2 separate regions of the Hordeum vulgare genome follow, and region 2 is linked to region 1. A link is a contact called in public Hi-C data. All regions are on one chromosome and are shown on one strand. The core of a region is the stretch at or near the end of the contact, and the rest is flanking DNA. Distances in the headings are between cores, read along the strand shown. Region 1 has its middle 350 kb from the start of LOC123448430. Region 2 has its middle 280 kb from the start of LOC123448430.

Region 1 (3,296 bases), core at 464-2,963:
GTTGAAGGGATGGTCTCATCCTCAACCTCATGATCGATAAAGCCTCCGAAGATGAATGTAGTAGGATGTGGCAAATCATCACTCTCCTCCAAGTTTGAAGGTAACATCCCAAACTCGGTCTCGGCGCTTGTCTCCAAGTATGAGTCCCATGTTGGCGACGTCTTCATGTTGTCGAAGAGGGTCACACTTGCCTCCATGGTCGAGGGGAAAATCCCATGCTCGACCGTATTATCGCCGTTGCCTTGTATGAGGGCCATGTGATTTGGCTGCTCGTTGCATGCCTCCATGACAAAAGGGAAATTCCCATGCTCGGCCACCTTCTTTGGGGAGCTTATGAAGATGGAAGGGTCGCCCTTTCTTATAGGCCTTGAAGGTGGCACCGAAGCTTCTAGATGTTGAGCATCACATGGTATCCCCATGGATACATCGTCAACACCTAAAGCTCCAAATGGTCCATGACAAGAGCACATGGAGGTGACATAGAAACTGAGGTGACATCTCTTGTCGGGTATATACCCCGCAGTGTAACCCGACTTGAAGTATGACCCGCCATGGACTTGGCGACTCACCGACGACTCAGCAGTGACCTGGCGGGGAACTCATACTTGACCCTACAGGCGACTTAGATAAATGCCGAAGGCCCAAGGCCCGGTGTACAACCTCGCATAAGGCGGCTCATAGGGAGACCAGGAGGGTCGGCTCACAAGAGAAGGCCCAGGAAGAGGAGAGACTCCCTCACAAAGGAAACAAGACGCGGATTAGGATTCAAGAGAGACTAGTCCTATTCCTATTCCTAGTAGGACTCTACATGTAAACTTATCCCTTCCACCTATATAAGGAGGGATAAGGTGTCCCAAGAGGGACAAGTTAAGTTATACAGATTGATAAGTTTAAGCAATTAGAGATTAGAGGTGATGAGTCTGCACCTTTATAATCAGGGATCATCATCTTCATCAATGAAACACAAGCATGACGTAGGCTTTTATCTTCATCGGAGGGGCCGAACCTGGGTAAACTCGCGTCTCTCGATTCTGACCAACCCCTCTCAAGCCGCCACATGGTTGTGATGGCCTCACACCTAAGTCCTTGCACGAGGACATATACCGTGACGAAACCACGAAATTTGACACGCACCGTGGGGCCGATCGTACGGTGATGTTGTGTTCTTCAAGGAAAAAAATTTCAAGGATCGAGAAGTTCATGATTGATCGAAGGAAGATTATCCAACACGGAAAGATGACGCAAGATAAACCTGTCGTGTGACAATTTCGGTCGAAGCTACTGATAGTATAGTATAAGATTTGAGTGAAATAGAAATTAGGGTGACAACTTGCGCGCCGTCGTCGAGACTGATCAGGGGGAAGCTGTCAAGAGGTCAACTCCATGAAAAAATAAACCACCACGTGGAGATGGACACGGAGAAGGACGCAGACACGGATTGGAACAAAAACAATCTCCTGACCGATCCTAGGATTAGGGAGCAAGGGTTCCGGCCGGCCCGATGGATGAGGCACAACCTTCTTGGCAACTCCTTTTCCTGCGCGGCGCTGCGCAGTCTGTACCTCGGTACTGCAAGCTCGACCTTGCATCCATTCCAGCCTCCCAGCGGTTCGCCGCTCCGCTGCGCCGACTCGTTGCCGCGCCTCACCATACCAGCCACTAGGCATCTCCCATTCATCCATGTCCACAGCACCTACCCATCAACCCATGCATCCATCACGAAAGCATACATCCATCCATGTCCACGACACATATCCATCAACCCATGCATCCATCACGAAAGCATACATCCATCCACCACCAAAATACACATCATATCCACCTCTCATGAGTGGGAGGAGAAATCGCATCGGGTGGAGGAGTCCAGAGAGGACGCTTGTGCAGGCGGCCGAGCCTCTCCGTACACCAGCTTGACCTCGCCTCAAGTCGTCGTTGCACCTTGAGCGTCGGTGGTGCCGGCCGCCATCCGCGTCTCGAGCCTCCATCGTACCTCGAGCCACCGTGCCGTCGGACACCACCTCGCCCGGCTCCACTTCACCTCGTTGCCGACGGTGCACCTCTAGCCACGCGCCCATGCAAGCTCCATCCGTCGTGGCTAATCAGCTGGTGTCCGTGCACTTCGAACCCGCCGCGCCCGCATGCACTTCGCCTTCGCCATAGCCTCGCCTCCCCTGGGCCGCGACCTCGCCTCGCCACAGCAGTCGCCGCCGCCGCGGCTCCAGCTCGCCGGCTTGCCACAGGCCTCCATCTCCGCCTGGCCTTGTGTAGGCCATCGACCGCGACCTGACCTGGTCCAGAGCCGTCGCCCCGGCTCCGTTCGCCTCCCGCTGAGCCGCTACCTGCTGTCGTCGCCACCGCGGGGCTACGCCATGTGTCCGCTAACAGCCCCCCCTCCGCTCGCCCATATCGGGCCTGCTCCCGTGCTGCGCCGACAGGGCCCTGTCCGCCTCACCTGGCCACGCTGCGCTCCTCCTCTTGTGAGTCGCCACACTCCTCCTCGCCTAGACCAGCTCGTCCCGCTCACTAAGTCACCAGTGAGTCGCCCCTGTTGCCATAGATCCACCACACAACGCCGACTCGCCCCTGCTGTCTTTGCCTCGCGCGTGTCGCCGCGTTGCTATGCCCTCGCCGCGTCGCACCTTGCAAAAAGCCGGCCCGCCACCAAGCCATGTGCCACGCCACGCCGGCTGCAGCCACTCCATGACAACGCCGCCACCATGCACGGTTCCACCATCAAGTCGCTGCTCCGGCCGAGCCTCGCGTCGGTTGTAACAACCATTCGCTTTCGTACTATGTCACGCGTTGGTCAAACAAACGGCGTTTAATAGCTTGGGTTTGTTATACAAAAGACCGAGGAGAAAGAGTTGTTCAAAAAAAAGAAAAAAAATGGCTGTTGTGAGATTTGAGTGGTTCAAAGTTCATCTGGATATCCATCACACAAATTTTACGACTACAGTCCGATCAGTCAGAAAGACTCGCCAGATGATCTGCCACGGTTTGACTTAAACAGAGCCGGTCGACGGACATACACATAGCTGTTTCTCCGTCTACTATGGACACACAAAGAAAATACCAGGTGCTATCCGTTCCATATATTTTCTTAACGCATATTATTTTATATGAGCACACTTATTCCGGCTTGTAAATTTTTTATGCAGGACAATTCCTCGTTTCAAGGATGGTATTATATCCCGGAGATGGAGCGTGCGCATACACTTTTATGCACCGGTGTTCATCCATTTTGCATTGCCCAGCGAACTCGCACACCAAATGAGAACGCAGTGGTCAGCTCGCCA
Region 2 (3,296 bases), core at 367-2,866, 70 kb before region 1:
CTTTGCACGGTGTTCCTACGCTCATTTCTTGAGATCATGGAAGCATCTTCACTACCAAGTTATGGGATTCCTTTCAGACTGCAATGAGCACCAAGGTCTGTTTCAGTACTGCCTTTCATCCTCAAACTAGTGGTCAAGTTGAGAGAGTCAATCAAATCCTTGAAGATATGCTCAGAGCTTGTGTGATTTCTTTTGGCATGAAGTGGGGAAACTGCCTCCCGTTTGCCGAGTTCTCATACAACAAGAGTTGTCAAGCAAGTTCAGGCAAGGCCCTTCCGAGATTCTATATGGAAGGAAGTGTCGTACCCCGCTCAATTGGTTAGAAACTGGTGAGTGTCAGATTCTAGGGAATGACATGATCACTGAAGTAGAAGAAATGTGCCATGTCGTTCGGGATAATCTCAAAGCTGCTCAATCCCATCAGAAGAGCTATTATGATAGCAAGCATCATGACATGACTTTTATGATCGATGATTTGGTCTATCTCAGGGTGTCTCCAATGAAGGGCATTCAACGCTTTGGCATCAAAGGAAATCTTGCTCCATGCTTTGTGGGTCCTTTCAAAGTTATTGGCCAAGAGGTGACCTTGCTTATCAGCTAGATCTTCCACCCAATTTCTTCAATGTGCATGATGTGTTTCACGTCTCTCAGCTTCGGAGGTGTTTCTAGACTCCCTAGCGCACCGTTAACTTCCAAGACATTTATCTCTAGAGAGACCTTTCCTATCATGAGGATCCAGTTGCTATTCTTGAAGAGACCGATCACAGTAGTCGCAACAAGTCTATCAAATTCCTCAAAGTTAAATGGACACACAATTCCGAAAAAGAAACCAGTTGGGAATGCGAGGACCTTCTCCGTTCTCGATATCCAGAGTTCTTTCAATCCTAGATCTTGGGTCAAGATCCTCTTGTATTGTGGGAGAGTTGTAACAGCCCAAGTGCATTCCCTTGTAACCTTTATAATATATTCATGTATGACCTCCATGTTTGCTCTCATGTGTGTTGGGTTTAATAAATTTGTTTCATATCATTCTTTTATGCATCATGGCATCATCACATAAATTATGTGTTGCATCATAAGCTTGTGTGCTTGTGGTGGTGTGAGTGTATGTGTGGAGAGGTGTGCTTGCAAGTCAGTTTGTGTGAGTGGATGCTCTCCCAAACCCCTTTAAAAACTATGCCTAAAAACCCTTTTAATTCCAATGCTACATATGTGGTGATTTTACTTGCCCTTTTCCACTCAAAAAAATGTTCCACTTCTTCTAAATAATCTGACAAACATTTCAAAATTAGCTCTCAACCATGTTGTGCGATAATTGCCTTTTGAATCTTGCAAAATAGATTCCTATATTAAAGTTATGTGATTAGTTTATTTGCTCTAAAAATTCCCAAACTATTTTTTGTTAATGGAGCTTATTTTTGTGAGTGCCAACCTATTTTTGTTTCTCATAAATTCTCTTTCAAACTCCATGGAATTTTAATTCTTATTGCCATTTTAATTTAAAATAAAACCCTTTGTTTCCGAGTGTGAGAGAGATCCAGCCCACCTGGGCCTCTCCTCCTTGCCTTCCCTGGCCCAACACGCATGCATCGCAGCCAACTCATTTGCCTCAAGCCAGCCCAACCACCCACGTGCATAGCTGTGCTCGTCTTCAACTTGTACCACTCCCATCAGGGAATGCCACGTCGACGAACTCTCTGATTTGAAGGCCGTCGATGTCCATAGAAACCTATAACAGCTGTCCTAGACCTAACCCTAGAACCCCTCATCCCATTCCACCCTTCTCCTCACCCTGCCGCCGCAGGTAAGCCTATCCCATGCCATAGCCACAGACATTCCCGCCATGCTCCGGCAAACCTTGTGCTTGCTCTCATGGTGACCTCCTCGTCGCGCATCTGGCGCTCTCGTGTCGCGGGAAGGAATATTCTTCACCGACATCCAAGGAAGTGCCAAGGCTGTAGATCATCATCGTCCGGAGACTCTTCTTCCTCTACTTCACGGACATGAAGACCCGCTGAGTTCGTCGCCTCGTCGCCGTCGCACCGTCGTTCCCTATGTCATCTTTCCATGTCCTAGGTACGGGACGTATACCCCTTCTTCCATTCCGCTCATCCTCATCGTTTTTCACATCATGTGCGTGTCGTTCCTTCCATGTCAATCTCGTGTCCTCGATGCTCGGTCGGAGAGACAGTGTACTCGTACTAATTTTTTTTGCATGCTAGTTCTTGCTCCCCGCGCGTCGTGTCTTGTCCCGCGCATGTAGGCAGTTCGCCTTCTCCCCTATTGCCTCGCCACACACCCTCCATACCTCACGTGCCTCGCCATGGCCCTGAGCCGAGTAAGAGCTAGAGCTCGAGCACCCCGACTTCCTCTAACCCCTGCGCCAGGCAGCCACTCCAAAGCCGTGAATGGAATCCCCAGGAAATCCCGTAGCCCCGCCGGTGAATTCCAACTCCGGTGGTTGCCGCCGGTGCCGCCAACACGTCGTTGTCCTTCTCCTGCTTGAGGTAGAAGAAAGCTAGGGACTAGCACAAAAACAAAACCGACGCCTCTTTTGTTCAGGACACTCCGTCCCAGGTTCGAATCCTGACAGCGGCCCCTTTTCCAATTTGTTTTCCTAACCTGACAATGAGCGCCGGACCCACTTGTTGCCCACATAATGCCAGTGGGCCCCCCTTTTTCTTATTTTGTTCTAGCGCCTTTTTTCTTTGTTTTGAGTAATTGCCATTTTAGGAAGGTGCCCAAATCTGGACATGGCTAGACCTGGCAGCTGCCATATTTGGCAAGTAATGACTTATAATAATAAAGCAGCGACTGTTTCTGCCGTACGTCGTGGATATTTTACAAAAAAGGCCCTGTATTTTCAAGTAATTAACCCGCCGTCCCTCTTTAAGTGACTAACCAGGAAAACGTTTCGTTCTTATAAAAAAAACCTCGTGTTTTGGAGTATTCCACCCGAGATCCTTCTGTTAAGATAAGGTTTTGGTGGTCACGGCCGAGGTGAGGAGGCTGGAGCGCGCCCGGTGCCGGCGCCGGCTCGGCTGGTGCAGCACGCGCCGAGGGCTCCCTCGGTGCTGACGGAGGCGAGGCGGCCGGACGTGGGGCCGCCGGAGGCCGCGTGCGTGGACGAGAGGGCGGACGACTTCATCAACAACAAGTTCCGACAGCAGCTGCAGCAGCCGGCCGCGAGGAAGACAGGCTTGGCGACGAGGCCATGGCGGGGAGCCGGCGCTGCCCACGGACGCGTCCTCTAATAGGCGGGGAGCTTTTGTTCGGGACACTCCCTCCTAGCGCAG

The links. Hi-C and Micro-C count contacts between places; a contact is called where the count stands out from the background.
Region 2: a Hi-C map of leaf shows a contact between it and region 1, with 2.8 times the contacts expected there. The contact joins two enhancer-like sites. A contact is called at or near these places in 2 of 6 Hi-C or Micro-C datasets (leaf and seedling).

What each region holds. Positions count from the first base shown.
Region 1 is chr4H:228,375,583-228,378,878 of MorexV3_pseudomolecules_assembly, reverse strand. No RefSeq gene overlaps it. Among protein-coding and RNA genes, the nearest start is that of LOC123448430, 350 kb to the left of the region's middle. Within about 2 kb of position 1,713, at least 1 of the 3 cell types and tissues checked has open chromatin away from gene starts, as enhancers often do. A contact at or near this core is called in leaf, where this site is marked.
Region 2 is chr4H:228,445,086-228,448,381 of MorexV3_pseudomolecules_assembly, reverse strand. No RefSeq gene overlaps it. Among protein-coding and RNA genes, the nearest start is that of LOC123448430, 280 kb to the left of the region's middle. Within about 2 kb of position 1,616, at least 3 of the 3 cell types and tissues checked have open chromatin away from gene starts, as enhancers often do. A contact at or near this core is called in leaf, where this site is marked.